Linked DNA regions of Mus musculus: regions 2 and 3 are each linked to region 1. The links are chromatin contacts, called in public promoter capture Hi-C maps. All regions are on one chromosome and are shown on one strand. The core of a region is the stretch at or near the end of the contact, and the rest is flanking DNA. Distances in the headings are between cores, read along the strand shown.

What was found. Promoter capture Hi-C pulls out the DNA fragments that hold promoters and counts their contacts.
Region 2: a contact with region 1 is called in a promoter capture Hi-C map of pre-B cells, with 5 times the contacts expected there. The contact joins the promoter of Atp5md here to the promoter of Pprc1 in region 1. A contact is called at or near these places in 2 of 39 promoter capture datasets (cranial neural crest and pre-B cells) and 1 of 115 datasets of contacts at active chromatin or transcription factors (double positive thymocytes).
Region 3: a contact with region 1 is called in a promoter capture Hi-C map of liver, with 3 times the contacts expected there. The contact joins the promoter of Cwf19l1 here to the promoter of Pprc1 in region 1. A contact is called at or near these places in 2 of 39 promoter capture datasets (liver and pre-B cells).

Annotation. Positions count from the first base shown.
Region 1 is chr19:46,054,093-46,058,604 of GRCm38.p6, reverse strand. It overlaps Pprc1 (peroxisome proliferative activated receptor, gamma, coactivator-related 1), which reads right to left and starts at 2,066. Exons shown (of 14, transcript NM_001081214.1): 1 at 1,862-2,066. The coding sequence starts at 2,014.
Region 2 is chr19:47,088,495-47,093,160 of GRCm38.p6, reverse strand. Atp5md (ATP synthase membrane subunit DAPIT) reads left to right here and starts at 2,514. Exons shown (of 4, transcript NM_023211.5): 1 at 2,514-2,588. It overlaps Pdcd11 (programmed cell death 11), which reads right to left and starts at 2,395. Exons shown (of 36, transcript NM_011053.2): 1 at 2,294-2,395; 2 at 261-379. The coding sequence starts at 362.
Region 3 is chr19:44,133,721-44,138,046 of GRCm38.p6, reverse strand. Cwf19l1 (CWF19-like 1, cell cycle control (S. pombe)) reads left to right here and starts at 2,171. Exons shown (of 14, transcript NM_001081077.1): 1 at 2,171-2,281. The coding sequence starts at 2,259.

The DNA of each region.
Region 1 (4,512 bases), core at 817-3,316:
ACTTCACAGGGAGAAACAAAAAACTCATTCAATGGTATCTTACCGCTCTTAGCATGGGATTTAAACTCCTTACAATGGCTTATGTCTTGCTCTTCCTGCCAGCCTCTTGAGCTTGTCCTCTACCATCCCACCCTTCTTCTGCTAGGCTGGCCTCAGTTCTTCCCATAAGCCATGCCTTTGATCTTCACTTCCTATTCCCTTTGAGAAAAGTTTTTCACAGGGCCTTAGGAGTCTCAATTTAAAAGGACTCTTCCATTTGTAGACTTCAAACTAGATTTCTGATGACTACATACTCCAAACTAACCTGCACTTTCCTTCAGCTTTACCCACCACTATTTATTATGTCTCTCCTGAGTTAAACTTAGGATACTGCAAGGATCACATCTGTGTGGTTTAGCAACATCAGTACTTAAATATGACACCCTGATAAATACTGAGTTGACAGACCATGTAACTTCTACTGTTGCTGGATCTTGGACCCCTACTGTCTCTCCCAGATGATGAACAGTGCTGACCACAGATGTTGTAAAAAGTTGGAGGAAAAAGGATGGTTGATCCCAGAGCATGCCCCAAAAGTCATTCCCCCCTAGGCTGTTTTGCTGGACCTAGTATTACTGGGAAGCCTGCAATCAAACCTCGTATGGGGTTGCTGTCAAAAAGACAACTAATTCCTGCTCACTTCACTGCAAACCTGATTTGAGCATTTTCGGAAGCCCAGCACAAAACATTTTTCCTGACCCATTAAATGTTCAACTACATATATTCAATAGTTCTCAAACCACCTCTCACTTTTTCCTATCTCCATGAAAAACTCCAAAAAGCCTCACACAGACACAATTCCCGAAGCTGTAGCTGAGAATTCACCCAAGCACGCCTTAACTATCTCCTCCCCAAAAAAGATGCTAGAAACAAAATGAGGGGAAAAATTAAACTAGTCACAGGTTAGTTGACACTCCCATGACCCTTGAACCACACATATGAAGGACTGCAGGCAACCAAACCGCCAATGTCTATGACACACAACTCACTCCAAGACGGTCAGACAGAAGCCTCCACGAACTCCTTTCTCCACAGCCCTTTAGTCTCAAATCCTCTAATCCTCGCCTCACACCCTGACATTTCTAGGAAGCCGACTTTGAGAACATCTGGAAAGTCCACCATCTACCGACAGAAGGCGTTGTAGACGCAGGCGAGAGAGAAAAAACTCCTAAGGCTCTGAGCAAAGTTGCCTCCAGCAGTCCCTACCTCCCTCCAGACCAGAGGTCCCAGCACAGGCTTTAGAGATGGCGGGAGCGGCTGAGACACACCCAGTTCCCGGCAGTGCAACTCCGGCGCGGATACTAGATGCCCGACAGCCTGGGACAGGAGCCACGTGGACATCCCTTCCCCGCCCCCACGTGGACCCGCGCCCCGAGCTCCCCCCGCCCCCGCCGGCGAGCCCTACCCACGTGGGCGCCCGCGCCGCCTAGGGGGAGGGGGAGGCAGACAAGTTCTCCCGGGAAATCGTCCCCCCCACACCCCACGTGCTCCGAAAAAGGAACTACGGCGCCAAGCTGGTGAAGCTCCTCCGGCATCCTTAGGAAGAAGTCTTAGCCTTCAACTCCAATCCCGAGTCCCTGACGCCCCATCTAGGGCCACCTTTCTGACGCCCGACACTGTCCCTCTGGCGTGCCCAGGAATCGCCGCAGGGTCCCTGGCTCTGCTGCCATACCCTCCGCAGACAACTTCGGTCTTTTCAGCCCTACCCAACTCCCGCAGCATCGGCACGCAAGTGCTTCCTCCCTTTCCTGTGGCGTCCACGTGTCACCGCCCGGCACACGCCGCTTTGCTGCCAGCCGCGGGCCGCCGGCCACCCTCTCACCTGCTCCGCGGCGCTCACGGAGCCCCCGGTCCCATACGGCGCTTGGCTTCGACTCGCCCAACTGCCGCCACGCACTCCACCGCCAGGGTCAGGACCCGGGCCCCCAGTCGGAGGCGGCGCGACTCGGTCTCTCCGTCCCCGGCGCGCCGCCATCTTGGCCCCTGAACACCCAGCGCTGCTCTGATCGCCGGCGCCGCCTCGCCCAGCCGATTGTGGGAAAGGAACTACATCTCCCGAAGGACACTGCAAGACTACGAATCCCAGAAGACCATGCAGCGAACCACTTTGCAACCTGGAAAAAGATAAAGGCCCTGACCTCCCTCGAGGATTTCTGGGAATTGTAGTCTATGAAGGAAGATTAGCGGGTAGTGCTGTATGCGTATTGTAGGGCTCACTTTTGACCAAGCTGCTGAGTACGCAGTAGTAAGGAAAATATCACTTTATTTTTTGTTAAATTGCCCAGATGTTAGACCTCTTTGTTTGATGTTCTTCCTCCTGTACTTTCCTTCCACCTTACTTCAAGTCGACCGCTGTTTTCAAGCAGCACCCCCAAGTGGATACTCCCAGTCTAGACACTAACCCTCAGCTAATCTCATACTGCAGCACTAGTGCAAATGTTTCTATAAAAATACCGCATCTTCCATTCTTTCGCTACAGTTACTCAGAAAACTAGGTTGGTTTCTCTCTATCAAACTTCTTTACTCCAGAATTCCTTGCCATCCTTCAAGTGTTCTTCACCGAACAGTGGCGGCGCACTCCTTTAATCCCAGCACTTGGGAGGCAGAGGCGGCAGATCTCTGAGTTCCAGGACAGCCTGGTCTGCAGAGAGAGTTCCAGGACAGCCAGAGCTACACAGAGAAACCCTGTCTTGAAAAACAAACCAAGCCAAACAACCAAACAAAAAGTGTTCTCCTTCCCTTTGTTTCTCTGCATGGAACTTCTAACCTCAAAATAGCCTTCAAGTCATATTTAATGTAGGAAAGCTTTTCTGATTATCCCAGCCAACCACGATCCTTTTCTGTATTTTTACACTTCATTCCTATTTCTAATGTTCATTCATTCGTCATATTTTCAGTTTTTTAAAGCAACACTTATTATTACGAAACCTTAGATTATTGGAGGGGGTTAGAGAGAATGCTCAGTAATTGCGATTACTTGTTCTCTCAGAGTATCTAGCATCCCTTGTCAGGTAGCTCACGAACACCAATAACTCCAGCTCCAGGTGATCTTTAGATCAGATTTTCTTTGGGGGTGGGGGGAGGGTTATTTACGTATGCATGGCATACACATATATTTGATACATTTGATTGCCAATGAGATAGCTCAGCAGCTAAAGGAACTTTGCCACCAAGCCTGAATTACATTCCCAAAGTCCATTAGAAGATGTGGTGCGGGGCTGGAGAGATGGCTCAGCAGTTAAGAACACTGACTGCTCTTCCAAAGGTCCTGAGTTCAAATCCCAGGAAACACATGGTGGCTCACAACCATCTATAATATCTGATGCCCTCTTCCGAGGTGTCTGAAGACAGCTACAGTGTACTTACATATAACAAATAAATAATAAATCTTATAAAAAAAAAAAAAGATGTGGTGCAAGGGTTGAAAACTGACTCTCTAAAGATGCCTTTGGGCATCCACACGTGTGCACCCACCCTTGCAAACCCATAAACACAAAGTCAATAAACCTATAGGTCAAAAAAAATTTTTTTAAGATTTATTTATTTTATGTATGTGAATATACTGCCACTGTCTTCAGACACACCAGAAGAGGGCATTGGATCCCATTACAGATGGTTGTGAGCCACTATGTGGTTGCTGGGAGTTGAACTCAAAACCTCTGGAAGAGCAGTCAGAGCTCTTAACTGCTGAGCCATATCTCCAGCCCTGGAAAAAAAAAAAAAAAGAACCCAAATTATTTGAAATAGTCCAAAACTGGGGGCTGGAGAGATGGCTCAGCAGTTGAGAACACTAGCTGCACCCAACCATCCCTAGCTCCAGTTTCAGGGCATCTGCCACCCTCTTCAGTCCTTCACAAGCACTTCATAAAGGTAAAACATTTATACCTACAAAAAAAATAGTAAGGTAGAACTACTAAAAGAGATTCAACATCTACTTCTGGCCTCCAAACAAATAAAAAGCACACACATATCAAAATACATAGCAAGCTAGGTCTGGTGGCACATGACTGGAACACTGCATGGGGGTGGAGGTGGCAAGAGGATTGTGAGTATATTCAAGACCATGAGCCCATCAGATAGCTTAACCCATAGAAGAACCCAAGGGCCTGAATTCTTTCTCTGCAACCTACAAGGTAAAAAGAAAGAAAAGAACTGACTTCTTCAAATTGACTGTTCTCTCTCTCTCTCTCTCTCTGTCTCTCTGTCTGTCTCTCTCTGTCTCTCTCTCTCACACTCACAGACACACACTCACAAACAAATCATGCACACAAAAGCAATAAATAACGTGAAAGAAAGAAAAAAAATGTAAGAGTTCAAGACCAGCCGGGCAGTGGTGGCTCACACCTTTAATCCCAGCCCTCCGGAGGCAGAGGCAGGCAGATTTCTGAGTTTGAGGCCAGCCTGGTCTACAAAGTGAGTTCCAGGACAGCCAGGGCTACACAGAGAAGCCCTGTCTTGAAAAACAAAAACAAA
Region 2 (4,666 bases), core at 1,265-3,764, 1.0 Mb before region 1:
ACCAACAACAAAGCAAAATTCACTATCCAGTACCCTTTTTTCCCATCCTTTTCAAGTGGCACAGACTCCCTAAGGACAAATTACAATAGCACTTCAACGTCAAATACTTAACGCCGTGCGCGTCAAAAGAAGCCTGAGGTGGTAGAGCCTCTTTAACAAGTTCAATTTCTAGAAGTGAAGTCAAAGAGAAACAAACTGGAAAATAACTGGTGCCAATGAGGCTCAGTCTTCCCAAAGATGCCAAACAGCACACCACTTACATCAAATAAGTTGTCTTGTTCAACCACCTGCTGGGAAGACTTCTCTGATTTGTGGAGTTTCCGTGTCCCCCCTCGGGGGAAGCTTTCCTCCAGGTTTGCCATGTTGGGGTCTTCTGCAGCTGATGGGAAGACAATGGTGAGCTCTAGCACTGATGGCTGGCTTCATAGAGCACATGATCAGCAGGCAAGAGAACCTTCTAGCAATGAACAAGATCCAAGAGTATGATTAAATAGTCCATATGCTGCTGTGTGGTGGTACACACCTTTAATCCCAGCACTACGGTGACAGGCCAAAAGGTCTGAGTTCGAGGCCAGCCTGGTCTATAGAGTAAGTTCCAAGACAGCTAGGGATGCATTAGAGAGAAACCCTGTCTCGAAACACCAAAAAAAAAAAAAAAAAAAAAAAAGGCATGTCAGGCTCCCATTTTTTTCATCTTTCCAATATTGTCTACCTCAAAACCACAAACTATACACTGTGCACGATCTTCCAGGAAATGCATTCTATGTAGCAAATGTTCATTTAGTGTTAATCATTGTAATTATGTGAGGTGTGTGTATATATATATAATTCCATACCGCCAAACATACATTATTTAGAAAACAAAATGTAGGTAAATTAAGGTAAGCCGGGCAGTGGTGGCGCACGCCTTTAATCCCAGCACTTGGGAGGCAGAGGCAGGCGGATTTTGAGTTCAAGGCCAGCCTGGTCTACAGAGTGAGTTCCAGGACAGCCAGGGCTATACAGAGAAACCCTGTCTCAGGGGGGAAAAAAGTAATTTAAGATACAAGTCAGATTATAATGCATAAACAAAAGAGAAGTGGCAGGATTCTGTAAAGATGAACACTTCATAAGAATGATGCTTTTGAGCTGTACATTAAATAAATAAAGAACCGGGTCTGGTGGTCCATGCCTTTAACTCCAGCACTTGGGAGGCAGAGGAAGGCCTATCTCTGTGAGTTTCAGACAAGACAGGACTCCATAATGAGACCCTGTCTCAAAAATAACTATAATAATAGTAAATAGAAATATGATGGTAGACAATGCTAAAAACAACAACAACAACAACAACAACAGAGAAACAAGAAAAAGTTTGCCAGGCGTGATGACACATGCCTTTAATCCCAGCACTTTGGGAGGCAGAGGCAGGCGGATTTCTGAGTTCGAGGCCAGCCTGGTCTACAAAGTGAGTTCCAGGACAGCCAGAGCTATACAGAGAAACTATGTCTCAAAAAAAAAAAAAAAAAAAGAAAGAAAGAAAGAAAGAAAAAGTTTATTTCTCAAAATACACCAACCAGTTGCCTGTCAAACAACTCTTCAAAGGCTTTCTAAAAAGCTGAATTATTCAATTAAGCTACAGGGAAAATAAAGCATGGTAACAACTTATATTTTAGAAAATAATTTGGCTCTTTGGTGAAAGATACTTAAAAAATTAATAGTTTGCGTTTACTTGGTACTTCAGAGCCATGGGGAACGTGACAAAATAATGGAGAATATTCCTCAGTCTACAGATTGGACAGAAGTGAAAGCCAGTGTAAGGATTTAAACGATGCACATCAGGGAAACCATGAGAACCAAGACGAGGTATAAATGAAGACGCAGGGCAGCCTGGTTGGTTCTGGGATACCTAGGAAGAAAACTTTAGTAGCCGAGTGAGACTGTGAAAGGGACGACGAACGAAAAATGTAAGGTTTGTTCTGTTATGGGTGCATGCTTCGTAGAAACAGTATAGCTCACAAGGTCTACTTCGCTGGGACTCTATAGTTCCCATTATAGACCCGATGAGACCGAGGCACCAAACAGTCTGGCGATCACGTAGAGAAGGCACTTAAGGTACCTGCAGAGGACAGCATGGCTTGCATGAACTGCTAGCTCCGAGGGGATTGAGGGAATAAGACCTCCCATCCCAAGCCAACTGTGCTTAGCACGAAACCCGGAGACCCAGGCCAGGAAGCCGAGGTGACAGGCATGAAGTCTCCTCCCTCCACGCCGAAGCTCCCGTGTCATCAGCCCCAAGGCTCCCACCGCCGCATACCTCACGGAGCGTCTCAACGCAATCGCACGCGCAGAACAGGGAGCCGACAGCTCCACGCGACTCGTCCACGAGCGTAGGTAAGACCAGGGCTACTTCCGTTCTGACGTCGGGTCTGACGCCGGCTGAAACGGGAAGTAGAAGGGCGGGACTTGGCGTTTATAGCCAATCCACGCCGAGGGCCGAGTCGTCGCGGCCTGTCGGTCGCGTGCGGGGAGGGGGCGTCTTCCGGTCGGGCCGAGCTCGTCGCTAGGTTTGTTGAAGGACATCGGCCGCCGAGTTTGGGGTTCGGACGAAGGTGGGTGAGAAAGCGCTCTTGGCTGCTCGGTCCGGTGATTGAGCTTTGTAGGGCCGACTAGAGTCTGGCCGTTTTTCCAGCCCCGGAACAGCGCGAGGTTTTCTTTTTGCGGGGAGACGCTGGGGAATGGGAAAGGCGCTGGAGAAAATGAGGGTCAGGGCCCCATGGCGGATCTAGGAAGCCTCAGCACCGCGAGTGACGAGCGCCCCAGGGCTCGCACGGTTAGCGGAGAGCCTTATGCCCCACTTCCCAGTGTGGATTGGGAGTGAGGCCGGTCGAGAGGGGAGCTCCCCAAGGTCATCCATCCAGTGGATGTTGAGAGAGGACTCTGGATTTTGACCCCATCTCTGGCAGAGTTCGTGTGTCTTGGCCTCTATGGCCATAGCGATTTGTTTCCTCCGAGCTGCGATCGGGAAACCAGGTCTCCTTTACCTGCGCCGTGGCCTTTGTCAAAACCAGAGTAAACGTGGAATGGCCCTGCGGTTCTCCAGGCCTGGGCTCTAAAAACGGATTAGATTTTGTATCCCAGCGGTTCTGAACCTGTGGATCATGATCGCTTTGACAAGCCTCTATCTCCAAAAATATTTATTTACATTACGAGACTCCTAGCCGTAGCAAAATTACAGCTGTGAAGGAGCAACGGAATAATTTTATTGGGGGAGGGGGAAGAGAGGTTTCACCACAACAGAAGGAAGGTCGCAGCATTAGGAAGGTTGAGAGTCACTGCCGTGTTTGATCAGTGCAAGGGTTTCCACAGAGGCTGTTTGCTGCTTGTGGTCCTTTGACTTTCATCTTCCTTATACCTGGTGATGGCACTACTCCAGATAGGTGCCCATAAGACGGGAATAGCTGTATCCAGGAGCCTGTTACAAAGCAAGGGCAGCTGCTCACCCCAAGACTTTAATGAAATGCCCATTTCACATGGAAAGGCTGGTGGTATTTAATAGTAGTTATTGGATTATTTAGAAACAGAAGCAAAACCTGTCAGCTTAGACTTTGTAGCAGGCTGCTGTTCAACAGTAGTACATTTTTTTAAAAAATACTAACTCACAGGCTCACAATTATTAGTCTTTGGTGATTTTTTTCCACTACCAAATGGCTCTAAGCTTGCACATGACTGCAAGGACAGGACATTTTAGTTTTATTTGTTCCTATTGCCAGGTGTGAATGGCTTGTCCCTCTAGTCCCAACACTGTTGGGCAGATCTCTGTAATTTCAAGGCCAGCCTAATCTATGTAGTGAGTACAGGCATCTGGGGCTACAGACTGAGATAAATAAAATAAAATAAAAATTCCATACAGGGCATTGTTAACAATATTAACTGTTAAAAAAGGTCATTGTCCTAAAACAATATGCAGTTTGTTGGAAGGTGCTTTAAGCCTTAATATCACCTTTGCTTGCCATGTGGTGGTGCCACACACATTTACTCCCAGAACGCAAGGCCAGCTTAGGTCTACAGAGTGAATTAATCCTGTCTCTCCATGACAGTGACGGCAAAGACATCACCATCGACACCACTTAGATGGAAATCTAAGCTTCCTTTAAAACCCCAGTTCCCGTACCTTCCCTTTGTTCTGCAGTCAGAATGAGTTGTCTTTGGAATACATCATCCTTCTTGCAGTATTCTATAGAATGAAATTTAAGCATCTCAATATTAACCAATTATGACCAAATCTCCTCCTAACGGTGAAAGGTATCAATCACTTAAAGAGTTGAGAAGGTTGATGAGCTGGCAACGACAAGGAGTCTTAGTTTTCCGGAGGGTTTCTCATGAGAACCTACTTCATAACTTTAAAGAATGTATCATGAAGTAAATGGAGAAGAATGCTTTGGGAGTGTAGTGAAGGGGAGCTGGAACTATGAAGGGTTTGGTTGTTAATAGTGATTTTCCTGCTTTGGCTAGATTGGCCAAGATCTGTGAAAGAGACCCAGGGAAATTTAGATTTTCTTCATTGTTCCAGTAACCATTATGAAAGTATTCAAAATTAAGGTCTCAAATTTTGTTGCATGAATGCATCTGAAACCTTTGAATAGTTAATAGAAGGGTGTGCTGGCTTCCATAGCAACAATACCCTTAT
Region 3 (4,326 bases), core at 922-3,421, 1.9 Mb after region 1:
TGACTAAGTAGGATACCAAGAGGTTGCTTCTTCTCCTTCTGCCTCTTCTGGCTGTTATAGACTGTAATCATTTATCCTTACTTCTCCGGTCTGTAACGGGCCTTTCATTTAAATATGATATATGTGCATGCTTTGTCTGCATGTATATGTGTGCATTGTGTGTGTGCCTGGTGTCTATGGAGGTCAGAAGAGGATGTGGCATCCCTGGAACTAGAATTACTGAACCACCATGTGGGTCCTAGGAATGAAACCCAGATCCTTTGGAAGAGCAAAGTGCTCTTAACCATGGAGGATACATCTCTCCAGCCCCCAAAACTAAAATTCTTAAATGTATACAAGGGTCCTACTTAAAGATATGTGTATCTTAGGCTGGTGAGATGGTTCAGCGGTTAGAGCACTGACTGCTCTTCCAGAGGTCCTGAGTTGAATTCCCAGCAACCATATGGTAGCTCACAACCATCTGTAATGGGATCCGACACCCTTTTCTGGTGAGTCTGAAGACAGCAACAGTGTACACACATGAAATAAATAAATCTTTTAAAAAAGAGGCTGATATATATATACATATATATATATACACACACACATACACACACATACATATACACACAGACACATATATATACACACATACATATATACACATATACATATATATATACACACATATGTGTGTATGTGTATATATATATATATATATATATATATATATAATCTTGTTATTCCTACACTTACAGTGTAGTAAGCCATCTCTATGGATACATTTTTATTTTTAGAATTGATTTGATCCTATAGGAAAGTTGCAACAATAATACAGGCAAATTTCACAGACACATTTTCATATTTTACTGTTGTTTTCTCATCTCTGAAATCATATAGCTGTTCATATTAGCAAATCTGTCTTCAAGATTCAGTCTTGAAAGCCACTCCTGGAGTGTATCATCCAAAAAGTAAGAAAAAGGTTTAAGTTACCAACAAAGCAGGGGTATTAATATGTATGAGGCAAAGGATTTAATAACCCCCTCAAAAGCACTGCAGAAATTGTGAGAAAATTAGAGATTTGAGATTCTTTCTTAACAACTTGATTCTGGTAACTTGGGTTTCTTTCCTTGTCAGGACAGTCCTTTCCAGGTCCTTAGCAGGCTGTTGCTGGTTGGCTTGGCCCCTTCAGAAAAACCGACTTACCAAAAGCAAAGCAAAAAGAGACTAGAGATAGGACCCGATGAAAATGTGAAATTTGTTTAATCCCTGAATGAAAATAGTCCCCATGTATACAATCAATTACAGAGAACTAAACATTGTGTACATTAGGTCTTGTTACTGAATTAATTTAATTCTTTTTCAGTGTGCTAATATTAAGGTAACTTAAGGGAGGGTATTTTTATGTATTTGAGAGGTGCACACTGAGGTCTGCACTTCGCTTTCAGATAACTCAGTGAGAAGGACAGGGTTTGGGTACTGGGGGAGAAGTGAGCAAGAGAGAAAATGTAGCGACATGCCGATACACTGAATAGAAGCTATTCTTTCAATGTGTTAAAAAAAATTTAGGGGCTAGGGAGATGTCTCAGTCACCCATATAACAAATCATGAAGACTGGAATTCGCATCCCTAGTACCCATGTAAGTCTAGACAGGTAAGTTTCAGGTCCCACGGGGAATCCCAGCGTTCAGGAAGCAGAATTAGGGGATCTTTTGGGCAATATGGCTTCCTAGACTAGTCTAATCCAACGAACTCTGGGTTAAAATGATACCCTATCTCACTCAATAAGATTGGGAGCAATAGAAGAAGATTCCTATTCTTTCCACAGGAACCTGCATGCACACAAGCATGTCCCCCTCCCCCCAAATACAAACTAAAACAAAAACAAAAAACCCAGCCAGGGTTGGAAAGATCTTAAGAGCGCTAGCAGTCATGGGATCCATACAAACTCGCAGGCGCACAGTTCAATAATTCCAAATGTTTCTAAAACAAACAAAATAAGACACATTTTTTTTCTATTTTAATTCCTCCATCCTTTTCACTCCAGTTACCTTTCCTTAAATAAATAAATATAAATAAATAAATAAATAAATAAATAAATAAATAAATAAATAAATAAACGCGGAGAGATTTTTACCCCTCTACACGCCCCATAGCTAGGTGATTTCTATTGGCTGAGTGGTGTGACGTCATATTTCTGCGCCCCGGCGTTCCAACCTTGAGCGCGCGTTCGTGTTTCTAGCCTTTGGTGGCCGTCCCAGCCCTGGTTGTCATTCCCGATGGCTCAGAAGCCACTGCGTCTGTGAGTGACCTTGCATCGGTAGACTCAGGCACATAGGAGAAAGGGAGAGAGGCGGGCGGAGGAGTGGGGGGGTCTTTCTCCACACCGGAAGGGGAAGACGGAGGGGAGGTCGCAGGGCTGCTGGGAGCCGGAGTGGAGGCTTCCTGTTCTCGCCTCCCAGTTCATTTCGCCCTGGTGTCTTCAGAGTCTCTCTGGCAGAACTAAAAACTTGATGAGCCGGACTTCTTTTTCCTTAGGCCTAGTCTGCCTGGGACACACCATCTCCTTGTCGTTTCTCCCGGCGTCGCACGTATTGATTAGCCAAATACTTGCAGGCATGGGGTGCACGCATGGGTTTTGTCAGACAAGATGAGCATTGTCCTGTCCTCGCGTACTTTTGTTTGCGCGGTCGGTTAGCGAAGACATGACTTAATTTAGAAAGACTATTGTATTGAGCAGCGGACAAGCGTCGCACAAACCAGTTCCCGCCTTGATAGCTGATAGTCTAGACTAGAATAACACGTGTTAACGAATGCGGAAAATGTAGAGAAAGGGTTGATGGTTCTGGAGGGTATATAATAACGATATTTGGCTTAGTATAAGGAATTAAGGCTTTCATGAGAAAGTGAGGATTTTTTTTTTTTTTTGAAAGTGAGGATTTAACTCTGGCAAATATTATTGTATTTAACTCAGAGAAGACATTGAAACGTTTAAAAACTCCTTAGTGTGACCTAGTTTTTGTTATGGAAAGTGATCCTGCTTGAAAGTTGGGAAACAAATAAGAGCCGAAGTAGAAGGCAACAAGCATTAGGTAAAGCAATGTCAGAGAGAAAGTTCAGGAATGGATAGTCTGTTAAGCAGGTGGACTCACAGGGCCTGGTGATGTTTTGATGGTGAGAAACCTCCACTGTAAGGTCATAGATTTCTGTCTTCAGTCATTGGGATCAGAAAATGCTGAAAAGGGGCCCAGATCAGAGAGTGAATATGGATTGTACCTGTCAGGAATTGATAATCAACAGGGAACAAAAAGATGTTAGAGGCTCTCAAAGAATAAATTATACTGCATGATAGTTAGGACAGAATTTGTTCTGAAATGGTATATGGATTTCTGAGATTTTGAGAAAGTGGCTTTCTCAGCCCACCAGGAGGCTACAGAGACTCAGCCTTGATGGATGGAAAAGCCTTGAGGTTGAGCACAATGGGGCTCTTAGGAAAGAGAATTCCCTAGAGCCTAGCAGAGGCAGAGTGATCAATCTGCAGTTTGGGAGAGTTTAGTTAGGAAAACTTAGAGAAAGTACTGGGAAGACAGGCCAGAACCGGAGGAAAACTCTTTCTACAGGAAACGAGGCACTGTGTAATGTTTTTAGGAAGGAACATTAAACTGAAGCAGAGAAAGCACTATGGGGTCCATATAGTCTACCTTGCCTCCAAACCACATCAAGTAGGTTTCTCCGCCTCAGCCATTCCCTCTAAGTTGTTCAGATTTGTTTCCCTCCGTTCCTGCCTCTCCCTCATTTCCCATCCCGCTTCCCCACTTAGCTTGTCTTCAGACTTTAAGTTTCTCATCTGCTTTTCTCGTCCCTGTTTCCATTGGCCATTTCCTTGGTTAGCACTTTGATTGTAGTTTAACTGTTCCTCCAGACCGTCCTTTTCTGTTATTAGACGTATTGATGAAACATGTACAATCATATCCTTATGCTGCTTGAGACTGTTCAATGATAGGAACAATAAGAACAGAGAGATATACGACAATAGAGTCTATAGTATTTTGAGTTAAAAGATGTTACAAAAGTAAGTAAGGGCTGGTGAAATGGCCCAGTGAGTAGTGGCACTTCCTGCCATGCCTGGTGTCCTGAGTACAGTCCCTGATGACACACGTGGTGGAGAGAGGGAACTCTCTTTAGTGGTTCTCTGACCTTCACATGAACACCGACACATATACGCCCTCCCAATACAATACCTCCCCTAAAGTGAAAACAAACAAACGATGTAAGTCAGAATTGTACAAGTCAGAACTTAGATGTTAGAGCAAGTCACTTCACCACTTGGGACAGTCCCCCTCATCA